Linked DNA regions of Mus musculus: regions 1 and 3 are each linked to region 2. A link is a contact called in public Hi-C and HiChIP or PLAC-seq data. All regions are on one chromosome and are shown on one strand. Each heading gives the region's core, a stretch centred on a gene start, on an enhancer-like site or on the middle of the called end of the contact. The rest is flanking DNA. Distances are from core to core; before and after follow the strand shown. Region 1 has its middle 25 kb from the start of Gm32803. Region 2 holds the start of Ptgfrn (prostaglandin F2 receptor negative regulator). Region 3 has its middle 30 kb from the start of Cd2.

Region 1 (4,794 bases), core at 2,064-4,563, 210 kb before region 2:
TGGAGCCAAAGTCTCTGGGTTAAATCAGAAAGAGAGGCTGGGAAAAGGGACCCAGGCCAGTCCCTGGGATGGAAAGGTTAGGGTAGGGGGCAGCATGTGCCAGCCAGGATGGTCCTAGAACATGTAGTGGCTGAGAACCTGGCGACCAACAGTGTGCTTTGATATCAAATAGTGACCTCAGCCATTTGTCCTGAGTTTGAGACCTAACACTGTGTGCAAAGCCACTCACCCTGGGGATGGAGAGACGAGAATAAGGAAAGTGTAGGACGTGTGGCCACCTAGAAGTCACCTTAAGGTGTTCCTGTTAGGTGTCACAGTCCAGGTGCTTTGTAACTGGGAGTAAGGTCAGAAAGCCAAGGTCCAGACATACCTGACTGGCCATGGCAGCAGGCAGTCAGGCACAGGAAACAGGAACCACACGGAAGCAGATGGATTGGTTTTCAGTCAGATAACTGAGAATTCAAAGCTCATAGGGAGAAGAAACCAGCATGCGGACACAGGTACAGGCACCCAGCAGCAGCAAGGGCCAGGGCAGCTCAGAGACGTGAAGCTCCTCTGATGGTACATCTGTCTGTGCAGATGACTGGAGGCGGCTGGGGACTCCATTCGACTAGAGCAGTGGTTCTCAGCCTTCCTGATGCTGTGATCTTTAGCACAGTTCCTCATGTTGTGGTGACCCCCAACCATAAAATTATCTTCGTTGTTACTTCATAACTGTAACTTTGCCACTGTTATGAATCGTAATGTAAATATCTGTGTTTGCCAATGCTCTTACGTGGCCCCTGTGAAAGGGTCGTTCAACATCCTGCAACAGTGGTGTCGAACTCACAGGTTGAGAACCCTTGCCCATTGAAACCCGCTGTGCTAGACTCGGGGCTTCTGGTGAACAGTCCCCAGGCTGAAGGCTTCATCTTTCATCACAGGAAGAAAGAAAAGAGAAAGACTGGTGTTTGGAACCAAGGCCAGGATGTTGGCATCCTGTTCAACAGGAACTCAACAGGACCTGTCCTTCACATGACATGCAGGTCAGTAAGCTGAGAGGCCGCTACCATTTGAAACAAAACAGCTTTAGGAACATTCTGGAAGCACTAATTAGGCAGATTTTGCAAGAAAGGATTCTCTATGAGGAGACCATGAGAAAAGGGGAGGAGGCTGACTTCATTACGCTTCATTGCTAGATGACACCAGGAGAAAGGTGCGCTACCCACTGGACTCTCCTTCCCGACTCCCTCCCCCGGAAGATGAACCCTCAGACTGAAAAAGGCAGACGGTGCGGAAATACTGCTTTGAACAAGCCACGGCCAGGAGTAGAGCTGGCACGCTAATGGAACACCTTCCTGTCCCAGCAGGATCTAGGCTGTCAGAGCAATCTTTGAGGTTCCTCGGGCTACCAGGCTGTGTTGACTGCCTCCCACAATCTTTCCCTGCCACTAATGAGTTGTGCTGAGTGACTCACTTCCTTCAGGCCACTGTCAGCTTACCTACTGCTGCCACTTCGAGGCAAACCCCAGGTTAATGTCCACCTCACTGCCATCTGTCCTGGCCTTCGAGATAGCTGGGGCTAGTCAGTCATCCCTCTTCATAGGTGCACAAGCACAGAGCCTTCCCTCTGCCTCCCCCACTTACTACCTATTTCCACAGCCTAGAGCCGGTCTTCTGATGCCTTTGTTTTTTTGAAGCTAATTGGAGTTTATTAAGAAAAGGTTTTAATGTGGATTTAAGTACGAGCATTAAGAACCGGCATGGACTTCTCCAGGGAGAGTTCAAACCTCTGACTCTTTAACAAGTCTTTATTTAACATTCAAAGTAGAACAGTCCACCGGATGTGCGTGCGTTTGTGAAATCCCAGCCCCTTAGAGCCCGAGGCAGGAGGATAGCAAGTTTGAACCTGAGAACCTAAGGGAGAAATTTTTAAGTCTGAGGCCAGGTTGGGCTACACAGCAATCAGTACCATCTAGCAAGCAAGAAAGGAGGGGCGGGGGCAGGGGTAGAGAAGAAGGCAGGATAACTAAGAAAAACTAATGTCAACCAAGAAAACCAGAAGAACTTTCAGGATCCCTAGTCTCCAATTCAGGGGCCTCTGGATCTATTACAAATGCTTCCCATCTCCTAGGGCAGGTCTGTGGCTTTCCAGGTAGGAGATGCCGTCATGATGTGAGGCAGCTTCCTTGGGCTGTGAGGACAGATCATGCCCTTTCAGTGCCCCTGACAGACTCAGTGCATTAGGGTATCCTGCTCGGTGGCCATGTCCCATGGGCAGAGGGGTCAGTTAGTTGGGGGTATCTTTGTACAAAGAAAAAGTCACACCAATTTTCCAGTAGGGACAATTCCCACTCGGCTGGGTGGGACCCTGTCTTTGGACACATGACTTTTATGTTATCCTGTTCCCTAGGTGCTTTTGTTCCATATTCAAGCCATGCTGTCTCCCTCCTGGGCTCCCATCCAGCCACCAGCTGACCTGAGCCCCACTGCCCCTACTGCCAGTGCCCTCCGAGGCAGGACCATACTGTCTGGAATCCCAGCCTTACCCCTGTAAGACCCAGAGGGAGCAAGGAGATCTGAGCCCCCCCCCCCCCCCCCCCCCGCCCAAACTTCCTATTCTGCTCGCAGAGTCATTGCTCTCCACTAATGCATGCGAAGGACCGAGACCCCTCGTCTAGGCTGCTCCCAATACCCCTTGGTTCACTTTCCCCATCTCTTCCAGGGAGAAGAGAACACGCAGCTTGCTTGTCTTTCCATAGTCCTCTGGGCTCAGCTCTCACAAACAATTGCTTGGTGAAAACACTCAACTCTGCAAGAATAACCAAATACTGTAATTCACTACATTCCTACGGAATTAAGAAACATAGGCGGTGTTCTTGGAATGCAAGAGACTCAGCTCGTTTGACCATTTACAAAAACACACACTGCTGAAACCGAACACTCATTATCCAAACCTAAAATCACCATCTAGACTAAAGATGACTTCCTGTGTCCCGAACAGCGTGCTCTGTGTATATTTTTGTTCATAACAACAAGATCCATGATACAGGATGCTGGGGAACCACCCAGATTGGATTCCAGTCGCTGCCTTCTTTGTGAGCAAAAGGGATGCAGTTGAGGTTTCTCCTCTTCCCCTCCTCCTCCCTTGCCTCCTTTTCTTTGGCACAGGGTCTCCCTGTGTAGGCCAGGCTGTCCTTGAGTTCACGGCTCTTCTGCCCTAGTGTCTGGGATGCTGGGATCACACATGTGCAGTACCACCTGATGCAGGTACAAATGGCAGTTTCTCCAGCTTTCTACCTGTGTGGTTCCCAAAGGAAACAGTAGGTCCCAGCACCTTCTGTGAAGAAACAGCTAACGGTTTGGAAGGAGCCTCTTATCAGAGAGGGTGTCACGTTTATTGAGTGTTGAGAGATTTTGGCCAGGTGAGTACAGAGTTGCATCATCTTCGAGGGAGCATGGCAAGCCGAGCTGACCCACGCCAGACCCAAGAAAAGATTCTGAGTGCAGAAGAGAGATGGACAGGGGTTCTCAAAAATTCAGAGCAGCCACTTCATAAATCCTAGGGCATATGGATGGATTGTTTAAAGGGGGCTTTATATAAAAGGACGCCGTGATCAGTAGGAGCCAGTGAGAATTCCTAATACTAGAGTAAATTAACTTCTTTTTTTTTGTTTGTTTTTGAGAAGATGATCATACTTCAGGGATTCTGACAGTGTTCTTGCTTCAAAGAAGGGCACAGGCCTGCTCTCTCCATCTCTGGCTATTTAGTAGCCAGAAGAGGGGTGTTTCTATTCACCCCTCACCCAGGCTTAGCCAAGGAATTGCCTTGGCTAACGGAGCATGCGTGGAGGTCGCCTGTTTCACCTGGTAACCAATGGCTTTAAGAGGTACCACGAGAGGCCAAGTCCTGGATGCGATATCCTCTTCAACCTGGATGCTGGGATGAGAAAATATGTGGAACAGAGTCATTGATGCCAATATATATCAGGGGCAGAAATAAACTGGTTTCATAACGAGTGGCTGGCATTTGGGTGGCTATTGCCACCAATAGGGAGTCCAGCTCTTGGACATCCCTGAGAAATCTAATGACACTGGTCCTGGCTTCCAGCCTCACTCACACCTGCCTGTTTGCCCTTCTCACTACACTACCTTCTCACTACACTACAGATCTCCCTGTGGCCTTCTCTAGCCCCTGGGATGCAAATCGCCTCTCATAGCGTGCATGGTTTGGGAAGAAGGGCTATCTCAGTCCTTTCCCAGCTTTCATGACTCAGCATGGTTTGGGAAGAAGGGCTATCTCAGTCCTTTCCCAGCTTTCATGACTCAGTGCTGGAAGCCTAGGTTCACTCCTGGCTCAGCTCAGGATTTTTGCCCATCCTGAGAGGCCTCCTTCTCATCCTCAGCTGGCTACTGTTCCGCAGGTAGGGATGTGATAGAAATGAGCCTTTTGAGTTCTGCTGTTGGCAGCATATATTCAGAGTATAGACACTGACAAGTGTGGGCTTCTAAGTGTGTTCAGCAAAACAAGAACCCTGGGAATCTACTGATGCCCTCAGGCAGGTAGATACAACCCCGCTGCTAGCATCTCAGCCATTCTGACTAGGTAATGTCAGCCCCAATCATCTAAAACCAGTCCAACTGTCCACAACCCTGCCACCCCTCAGTGCTTATGTTACAGAGTGAGACCTGGTGTTTGGAGAACCAAACTGCATTGGTTTCAGTTGGACCTTACCATTCCAGGCATACTCAAGGACCAGTGTATTGCCACAGCTCATCAGAACTGCAACATCTCTCTGCATGGTGAGAGAAGGT
Region 2 (4,525 bases), core at 1,920-4,419:
TGTTGGCAGGAACAGGGTAAACCTACCACATCTGGATGAGTCTTAAGAAAAATTGGTTAACTCATTTATTTGGGAACATTTTAAGACTTTCATTCTCAAAGTGAAACCACACAGTGTTTTTGTTTTGTTTTGTTTTGCTGAATTTCAGTAGGAAAACCTGTTTCAGATGAGGGAATGTGAGGACCTTTGTAGGCTATTCAAAGGCCATGGCTGCAAACAGATGTTTATTATCAGGTGGTTAAAGGGTGGTTGGGACTGGTGCCCTTGATGGTCGCTGAGTGAAACCCAAGTTGGGTTCATCCACCTTGAGGGTGGGGGAGGGTTAATTAGGATTACTAGAAAGTGAGTCTTGTTGCCTCTGGCAAACCTGTACAGGAACCAAACAGAACCACAGGTTGGGGCAAGAGGGTTACTTGTGTAGAAAGTTACTCACTGGCAAATAAATGCCTGTCCCACGAAGATGAATGGAGCTACTGTGGGCCTCTGTGGCAGGTGCGGTGCTTCCTAGTCGGAAACATTGTATCTATTGGTAGTAAGCGCAAGGGATGGTAATAGGACCAAGTGCCTGCTGTCATTAATTTGTGCTTATTTTCTGCTACATCAGTGGCTCATTGTGGATTCTCATGATAACAGCTGACTGGTTGCCAATCAGTCAGCTGACAGCCTGGATCCACTTAAGCCTTCTTTGCACTTGCCTTGCCTGGATAGTCTCATTTATTCCTACCAGTTCAGTTGCTCACCACAGTTATTACCGTGATTATAAAATGTCCCATTAGTTTAATAATACTTGGGTGCTGAGATGGGAGGAGAGAATGATTCCCCTCCCCCTTCCATCATGTTATGTGTACACTTACTGTAAGTCCCTCCATGTAGGTTCCATCTAGTGAGTTCCTGGACTGCCTGACTTACTATACAGTTAAGCTTTGGGGAAGGCAGTGAAAAACGTCTCCAGTACTGACTGCTTCCTGGGTGGGTCGTGACTGGACTTTGCACTTGCTGCCACACCCACTAAATTACCCTGTAGGCTATGGGCACTGGCAGCAACTGACTCACCAGGGCTGCAGTTCCAGGGTCTAGCTCAGAGTCTCTTCTCTGACTGCATGTGGAAGGCTTTCCAAGGTCCAGATTTTTGTCTGTTAAACAAAGGGCACAGAACTCCTCTCCAGTGAGGAGGGGATGCAAGTTGACAATGTGTCCGCCTCTTAGATCCTCCAGTTATTAGGCAGAGGTGGAAGCAGTATACATAGTGTGCTGAGCTGACTGTGATCAAGTGCCAAAATGTGCAGGCCAGACGTTAAGCATTCTGGGTGGTCAGAACCCGGAAAGATTGATGAGCTGAAGGCTGAGCTGCTGGAAGAGCCAGGCCTTACGTTTTCCCGTAGTTCCAGCATATTTCAAAACTTAACATGAGGCTCATATTCAGGCTTGATAGAATGGAAAGAAACAAAAGAAAATTGACCTTCCTACAGAAATTCTGGGAAAAAGAACAACAGGAACATGGATAGGGGTGGGGGAAACTCTGGGAAAGGCTTGGTGGCAAGACAGAAATTAAAAGAAAAAAAATATTGAGGGGGAAATATACTCAACACCAAAGTTACCATACCATTTTATCTCTGTTTAATTGTTACCACTTTGTGACAGTAAGTAAACCTCCATTGTTGAACCACCAGGAATTTGTTTATTTTGGTCTTTTGAAACAGGGTCTCCTGTAGCCCAAGCCGGCCTTGATCTCTGTTTGAAGCCAGGGACGGATGACCTTGAGCCCATCCTGCCTCTACCTACAGAGTGCAGTGGAGGTCACCACGCCTGGCTGGGAATACAATTTTAGGAGTCTCTTTCGGAAGGGTTCACACCTGGCCAGTCAGTCGCATGTCAGTTGGCAGAAACGAGAAACGCTTGTGGAAATCAGAACAAGCTTAATGTTCTGCACCAGAGAAGGCAGTTTCCCCAGGAACATCTGTGATTTGTTTTACATATATTAATGAAAGGCCCGGGCGACGGAGGGGGTCACTGGATACCAGTGAGCCTTTCTGAATGTCTGATTCATCCTTGGGACGTTTTAAACAAGGAACGCTGATTTTCCCCCCAGAGCTGTGGAGTCTTTTGTATTCAAATCCAAAGCACAAAACTCTATTGTGGGAGGAAAAAGAGTCTTTAATGGAAACCCAGTTGTGTCCACTTAAAGCAATGAATATAGTCTCAGGCGGCAGACATACCATTTGAAGCACTACGGCTAATAATAGATGGTGTGGGTTTTCTTTTCTTTTCTTTTCTTTTTTTTCTTTTCTTTTATGGGTACCTTAGTTGGAAGTTGTTCTAATTAGTACCACAGGGACCCTGGAGAGGAGGGAGGTGGGCCAGGAAGGAGGCAGGCCCACCCAACTACAGGGTGGTGGGTTAGAGAGCCTTGTTGAATTTGATGCTTGGCTGAGAGTCCCTTGCCAACTCTCCCAAGCACATCAGGCCTCTGGACCATGAGGGGGTGGGAATTCACTGCCTTTGAAGCTCTTTCATTCCTATCTGTGTAATTATTTTTAGCAAGGGCTAAGCAGGTGGCTGGTGGCATGCTTAGCTGGAGACCAGAGGGTGTACGTGTGGGTTGCTGGCTGCGAGACACTCGTGGGGATTCCACCGCGAAGGAATGCCGGGCGTCCCGGGATAGGGCCCAAAAGATGAGGTTTCCAGACAAGTCTTCCAGGCCAACTTTTAAAGGTCGGAGGAAAGTTTTTCGAGGGCTGGGGGCCCGAGGGGAAGGCTGAGTGGGCTCGGGCGTCTCCTCCCCTTTAAGCGGGTGGCCCCAGCGCCTCCTCCGTTACCTGGAGCGGGGAGGGGCTTGGGAAAGTTTGTGTTTGTTGCTGGCAAAGCGCCGGGTGGGAGGCGCGGGCGGGCGGACGCCACGGCTCTTCCCTTTTGCTTTCGGGAGGCGGTCCGGGTTGCTGCGCCCTGGGATCGGCGAGGCCGGCTCCGGGGCCCGGCGGCTGGCGGAGGGCGGGAGAGGAGGAGGAGGAGGGCCGCGACGAGCCAGGTGCGCACGTCCGCGCCGGCGCTGGGCTCGCTCGGCCAGCGGGGAGAGCGGAGCAGGCGCGCGGCCCGGCGGAGCAGCCGACTCTGGAGCAGCCGGAGCTGGAGGAGGAGGAGGAGGAGCGGCGGCGGGGAAGGAGGAGGAGGCGGAGAGTCGCTCCCGCCGGCCGAGCATGGGGCGCCCGGCGCCGAGGCCGCTGCTGCTGGCGCTCCTGTCGCTGGGTGAGTGCGCGTGGGGCGCGGCGGGGCGCGGTGGGGCGCTGGGTCCCGGGGGGGCGCGGCTGCCGCTCGGGGCCTGGGGCACCCGGGGCGCCCGGGGCGGCTCCCGGGAGACCGGGATCCGGAGCGCCGGGCCGCCGGCCGGGCGGGGAGCGATGTGGGGCCGATCTGAGCCCGGTGCACATCCTCCTGGGCCCGCGCTCCCAGTAGCCGGAGCCGCCCGGCCTGACCGAGCCGGGTCCTCACGTGTGCCGGGGGAGTGGCTCGTGGCCGGTTCTCCCACAGCGCTCTCTACCTGTTGGCCACCGTGAGCCGGGCTCACCTTGAACTCCCGGCCCCGGAAGGTGCGGGCGGCCCCGGCCCGCGTACCCGGCTGGGCGGAAATGTGAGCCTTTGCTGTGTCCCGCCATAGCCGAGGCCGGTCGGGATCGCTCTTCATTCGCTAGCCCATGCTGAGTTGCTTTTCCAGGGAAGCAAGAGAATCCAACTTCCTTCCACGAAGGTCACTGGGTAGCCCAGCGTTACTGTGACAGTCTTGTACCATCCCTGCCATCTAGCCAAATCTGCCTCAGTGTTGCCTTCCAGCGTCTCCTGAAGCTAGCTAGGCTCGGATTTATACACAAAGACCCGAGAGCCCAGCTTTTCCAACTTTTCTACCTGTTACTTCCCTCGTTACTGCCCCCTTCTCCTTTACCCTCTGGAAACCCTTGGTGTCTCTCAGTGGTTTGGCCCAGTATCCCCTCACCCACCTAAGGAATCTTTCCTGGGCTCCCCCCCCCTCCATTTTCCATTCACTCCTTACACAGACACCATCTTCACATAGATACACAGGGTGATCTTAACCAGCCACTTGATGTATTTATTTAATGCCTGCCTTGGTTCAGGAAGGCAGATCCCCAAGTGTGGTTATATGCGTGGTTCCCTGTGACCAGTGGCATCTAGGACAAGCAGAATTCCAGACCCAGCCCTGGGTTCCCTTCCAAGCCCCTGCAGACGATGTATCTCAAGCTTTCCCAGAGCACGTGGTGTGTGTTGCCTATCCCAGCCTGGCCTCAGCTGCACAGGGGCTAAATGACTGCACTTCTGATGGTGTGAGGATCCCCGTGGGGACCTCCTGCCACCACTCCCCTTCTGCTGGCATTAGGACTTTACTGTCCCAGCTCCCCATGAGTCCTGGCTGCCTGTGAACTAGCCTTTCTGGCTGCTACTGTGATACTTCACCTCCGAGGGGTTTTCTGGAAATGACTCCCTCTAAGAACTCCCCTAGACATAATTCTCCAGCCAC
Region 3 (4,331 bases), core at 1,802-4,301, 150 kb before region 2:
CAATATTGAAGGAGGTAGTGGTGGTGGTGGTAGTGATGGTGGTGGTGGAAGAAGAGGAGGAGGAAGAGAAGGAGGAGGAGGAGATTCTAGTACTGAATTGCCCAATTTTAAAACATACTATAAAGTTATAGGTGTCAAGGCAGTGTGATATTGATGAAAGAATAGACAAATAGATAAATAGAACAGAATAGAGAGCCTGAGAGTGACTGCATAAATCAATTCTTTAACCTCTGATAACGAGACAAATGCAATCCAATTGGAGCTATTACTTTAATACAAATGATCACCTAAACAACTAGATATACACATGGAGTCAAACCTAGATGAAGATCTTAAGCACTCCACAAAATCAATTCAAATGGGTCACAAACCTGAGTTTCAAATGTAAAGCTATAATAGTCCAAGAACACAGCCACCTCAGCTGTCTTTCTGAGGTTGCTGTGTATAATCCTCTGGCAAAGCATCCTAAGGGAGACACAGTTTCTTCTGTCTCACAATTCAAGGATGCACTGTAGTGGGAGGTAAAGACAGCAGGAGTTTGCACAGTTAGCGGAGAGCAATGGCTGGGAGCTGTTCAGCTTCCTTCCTCCATCCCCATAAGCCAGGATCCCAGCCAGGGAAGAGCACCACCCACAGAGGGTGGGTTTGTCACCTCGCCTTAACCAAGGTAATCCCTCATAGGCATCAGAAACTCATCTCTCAGGGGATTCTGGATTCTGCAAGCTTGACAACTGACACCAGCAGAAAATCTAGATGACCTTAGATTTGAAAATTGTCTTTTAGATAATTTTCTGAATTGGTCTGAAAGATAAAGTTATAGAAAAAAGTTGATAGTTTGAACTCCTTCAGAATAAAGTTTTTTTTTTTTTCTGTCCTGCAAAGGACAGGCAAGAGCTGAAGAGGACAACCTTGGGTTGGGAGAATATATTTGAATGATACCTGTCATCCCAGTTATCCCTAATGCACAAAGAACTCTTAAACTTCCACCATAGGGGTTGGAAAAATGGCCCAGTGGTTAAGAGCATTCACTGTTCTTGCAGAGGATCTGGTTTCGTTCTCAGCATCTACAACTACCTTAAACTCCAGTTCTAGGCTATCTAATCCCTTCTTCTGCACTTCCCAGGCACCTGAATGTACATGGTATAGGTACATACTCTCATCACACACACACACACACACACACACACACACACACACACACACACACAAGTTAAATAAATTCTTTCTTTAAAGAAAACACTCCACAGTAAAACACAGACAACCATATTCAAATTGAGCCAAAGACCTTAGTAGATACTTCATGAATGTTTACAGATGTCAAGTAAGCAAGACACTCCTCATCCTATGTCACTCCTCATCCTATGAAAATTCAAACAGAAATGAAGTAAAAATGCATACCTGTTAGAACAGTCAGCATGCAGGACACCCACAGCACTGGATGCTGGTCGGGAGGTGACACAGCAAGAACTCTCAGCCATTGGAGTTAGGAATGTGGGATAATGTAGCCGGATTTGAAGGTTCTTGTAAAACTCTACAGACTTTCTACTATACAGTCCCCAACTACACTTCGTGGTCTTTACCCAAAGGAGTTGAAAACATGTTCACACAAATCCCACATACAGATATTTAAAGCACTTTTGTTCCCAACTGTTCAAATCGGGAAGCAATGGATTTTTGGTTTTGAGAGAGGTTATCTCTACACAGTCTTGGCTGTCCTGAAACTTACTACATAGACCAGGCTAGCCTCAAACTCTCAGGAGTCTGCCTGCCTCTGCCTTCCAATAGCATGCCCAACCCAAACAATGGGCTATTACTCAGGGATAAAGAAATTCACTATTAAACTATGAAATGAGATGGAAGAGACAGATATTACAGAGGGAATGAAGTCAATCTATTATGTGACATTCCAGAAAAGGCAAAATGGTGGAGAGCTAAAAGACCTATGCTTGTCTGGGTTTAGGTGGAAATGCTGGTGGGGGTACAGAGAGGTTCTGCGGGGCATAGGGAACATTCTGTGTGATGCACTGGATGTGTGTCCTTATACATCCTGTTTAAACTCAGAGTGGACAACAGCGGGTGGGTCCTGATGTGTGTGTGCTAAGGGCTCAGGAGACAAAGCACTGGTGTAATCACCTTCCATGCGCCACTCTGAATGAGATAGGCTATGACCACGTGGGACATATATTTCAACACTCCACAGCTAGAGACAGCTAGGAAGAGGGAACCTCCTTTTAGGAATTACCTCTGTCAGATTGACCTGTAGGGAGGTCTGTGAGGTGTTTTCTTGATTAGTGATCAATGTGGGAGGGCCCAGCCCACTTTGAGCAGTGCCACCCCTAGGCAGGTGCTCCTGAGTTATATAAGAAAGCAAGAGAGAAAGCCAGGGGGAGCAAGTCGGTTGAGCAGCATCCCTCCATGGTTTGTGCCTCTGTGGTTGAGCAGCATCCCTCCATGGTTTGTGGCTCTGCGGTTGAGCAGCATCCTTCCATGGTTTATGGCTCTGCTACAGCCCAAGTGCCTCCCCTGACTTCTCTGAATGTTAGACTGCAGTGTGGGATGTCAGATGAAACAGACCCTGCCCTCCTCGAGTTGATTTTGTCGCTGGTGTTTATCACACAGCAACAAAGCAAGAAAGGACAGGGCTGTGTGGGACCCCTGTAGTTCTCTCATTTTGCTATAAATCTGAACGTGATCTGATTCTGAAAGCCTCCTTTCTTTTAAGTGTTTACTAAGGACAGAGCACCATGAAAGAGAATTCATTCAGACCAAGGAATGGAACTGTAAAATTTCAGAACACAGAGACAAAAGCAATCAGGGAGTGGACATAGGGAGGGAGAGGGGAAAGGAGGAAGAGAATACAAGGAAGAAACGCAAAGGCTGATGAGCCGGCTGGGGCCAGAGCACTCACAACGCGTCTGGCCTTGGGTTCTATTCATGTACAACTGATTAATTAAACAAAAAATCAGGAAGTAGAAGCCAGACATGGGGGCAGACCCCTGCAGTTCCGGCACTTGTGAGGCGAAGCAGAGGAACGGGAATTCTAGATTGTCCTCATAGACAGCTTGAGGTCAGCCTCCACTACACAGGGACCCACCACCACGTGTCTCAAAACAAACAACAACAGCAAACTCATAAGGAAACAGAACAAAGTTCTTAACAGCTGTGCCGAAACTAAAAGACAACAGACTAACACTTTAAAGTTCTAATGCCTTTCTGCCCCCTACCCTAACCTACCAACTAGGTATTAAGCTGGAATAAAGGTGCTAGGCAGGGATAAAGGCATTTTCAAATGTGGGCATCTCCTTGAAAGGATCTCCCTCTAACTTCTGCCTTAACAAGCAAGCAGCTAGACCAGTGTGCTTTGCCAAAATGAGATCATAAAGCAAGGAAGACCCAGGACGGTATCCAGCACGCTTAGCAGACAGCCAGGCGAGAGTCAGTGCAGAGGAGACAGTTTAACTACCCCGACACAGTTAAACACATCTGAGACAGAGTTTGGGGGGAAAAATAGCAAATACAGAGGACATGACTCAACAAACCAAAGACAGTAATTAACGGCAGAGAAAATAATAACTCGCTCAACAAAGCAAATCATTGCGTATCAGATCACTAAGCAGGGCCTGGCATTCTCGTGATTGGTAATAACATAAACACTGAATATTAATCTATCCGAAATGATAGCATTGCTTTCCTGGGAGGATTAGGATGAAAAGGCTAGCATTAATGACTGAAATGAAAGAAAAAAAGCAATCAGGAAGCAACTACATAATTATGTTTTATAGAGAAATGACGTAAACTGCCCAAAGAATCTGTGAGGAATTGAGGGCAGGCAGCCTTCTCTGGAGAGTGGAGATGTGGAAGGGGGGCATCAAGAGGCTTCTGTTGGATCACTGGGTTTTTAATGTGCGCCCCCAAAGCTTGTATATCGCAGGCAGTTCTGAGTGCAACAGAGTGGAGGAGCGGGACCTGTGCGCGGCCATTAGATGGGCCAGTGGCATGGCGCAGAGGGTAGAGGCTCTTGCTGCCAAGCCTGAAAATGACCGTTCTATTCCTAGGGTCCACATAGTGGGAGGAGGGAACTGACTCCCACAAGTGCACTCTTTGCCTTCTCAATCAATAAATACATGTAAACATGTTTAAAAAGAAACAGGTTAGGTGCACTCATGGATGGGCTACTAATGCTGCCGTGGGGACAAGTTGCTATTAAAGTGAGTTTTGAGGGGCCAGAGAGACAACTCAGTGGTTCAGAGTGCTTGCTACTGTTGCAGAGGACCTGGGTTGAGTTCACAGCACCCACATGGCAGCTCAACCATCTGGAATTTCAGTTCCAA

Evidence for each region. Hi-C and Micro-C count contacts between places; a contact is called where the count stands out from the background. HiChIP or PLAC-seq counts read pairs in DNA pulled down with a chosen protein or histone mark.
Region 1: a contact with region 2 is called in a FOXA1 HiChIP or PLAC-seq map of pancreatic cancer cells. The contact joins the enhancer-like site here to the promoter of Ptgfrn in region 2. A contact is called at or near these places in 3 of 39 promoter capture datasets (cranial neural crest, embryonic stem cells and pre-B cells), 2 of 484 Hi-C or Micro-C datasets (cerebral cortex and regulatory T cells), 7 of 115 datasets of contacts at active chromatin or transcription factors (bone marrow-derived macrophages, embryonic forebrain, embryonic limb bud and 4 more) and 2 of 9 other capture datasets (embryonic stem cells and liver).
Region 3: a contact with region 2 is called in a Hi-C map of uterus, with 2.1 times the contacts expected there. The contact joins the enhancer-like site here to the promoter of Ptgfrn in region 2. A contact is called at or near these places in 3 of 39 promoter capture datasets (cranial neural crest, frontonasal cranial neural crest and pre-B cells), 2 of 484 Hi-C or Micro-C datasets (CD8 T cells and uterus), 5 of 115 datasets of contacts at active chromatin or transcription factors (the SCID.adh cell line, embryonic stem cells and stem cell-derived neural progenitor cells) and 1 of 9 other capture datasets (adipose tissue).

The regions. Positions count from the first base shown.
Region 1 is chr3:101,319,215-101,324,008 of GRCm38.p6, reverse strand. No RefSeq gene overlaps it. Among named protein-coding and RNA genes, the nearest start is that of Gm32803, 25 kb to the right of the region's middle. Within about 2 kb of position 3,313, at least 17 of the 459 cell types and tissues checked have an H3K27ac peak or open chromatin away from gene starts, as enhancers often do.
Region 2 is chr3:101,108,810-101,113,334 of GRCm38.p6, reverse strand. It overlaps Ptgfrn (prostaglandin F2 receptor negative regulator), which reads left to right and starts at 3,169. Exons shown (of 9, transcript NM_011197.3): 1 at 3,169-3,243. The coding sequence starts at 3,195. Gm52612 reads right to left here and starts at 4,369. Exons shown (of 1, transcript XM_030252967.1): 1 at 1,595-4,369. The coding sequence starts at 3,425. The coding sequence ends at 2,784.
Region 3 is chr3:101,255,396-101,259,726 of GRCm38.p6, reverse strand. No RefSeq gene overlaps it. Among named protein-coding and RNA genes, the nearest start is that of Cd2, 30 kb to the left of the region's middle. Within about 2 kb of position 3,051, at least 6 of the 459 cell types and tissues checked have an H3K27ac peak or open chromatin away from gene starts, as enhancers often do. A contact at or near this core is called in uterus, where this site is marked.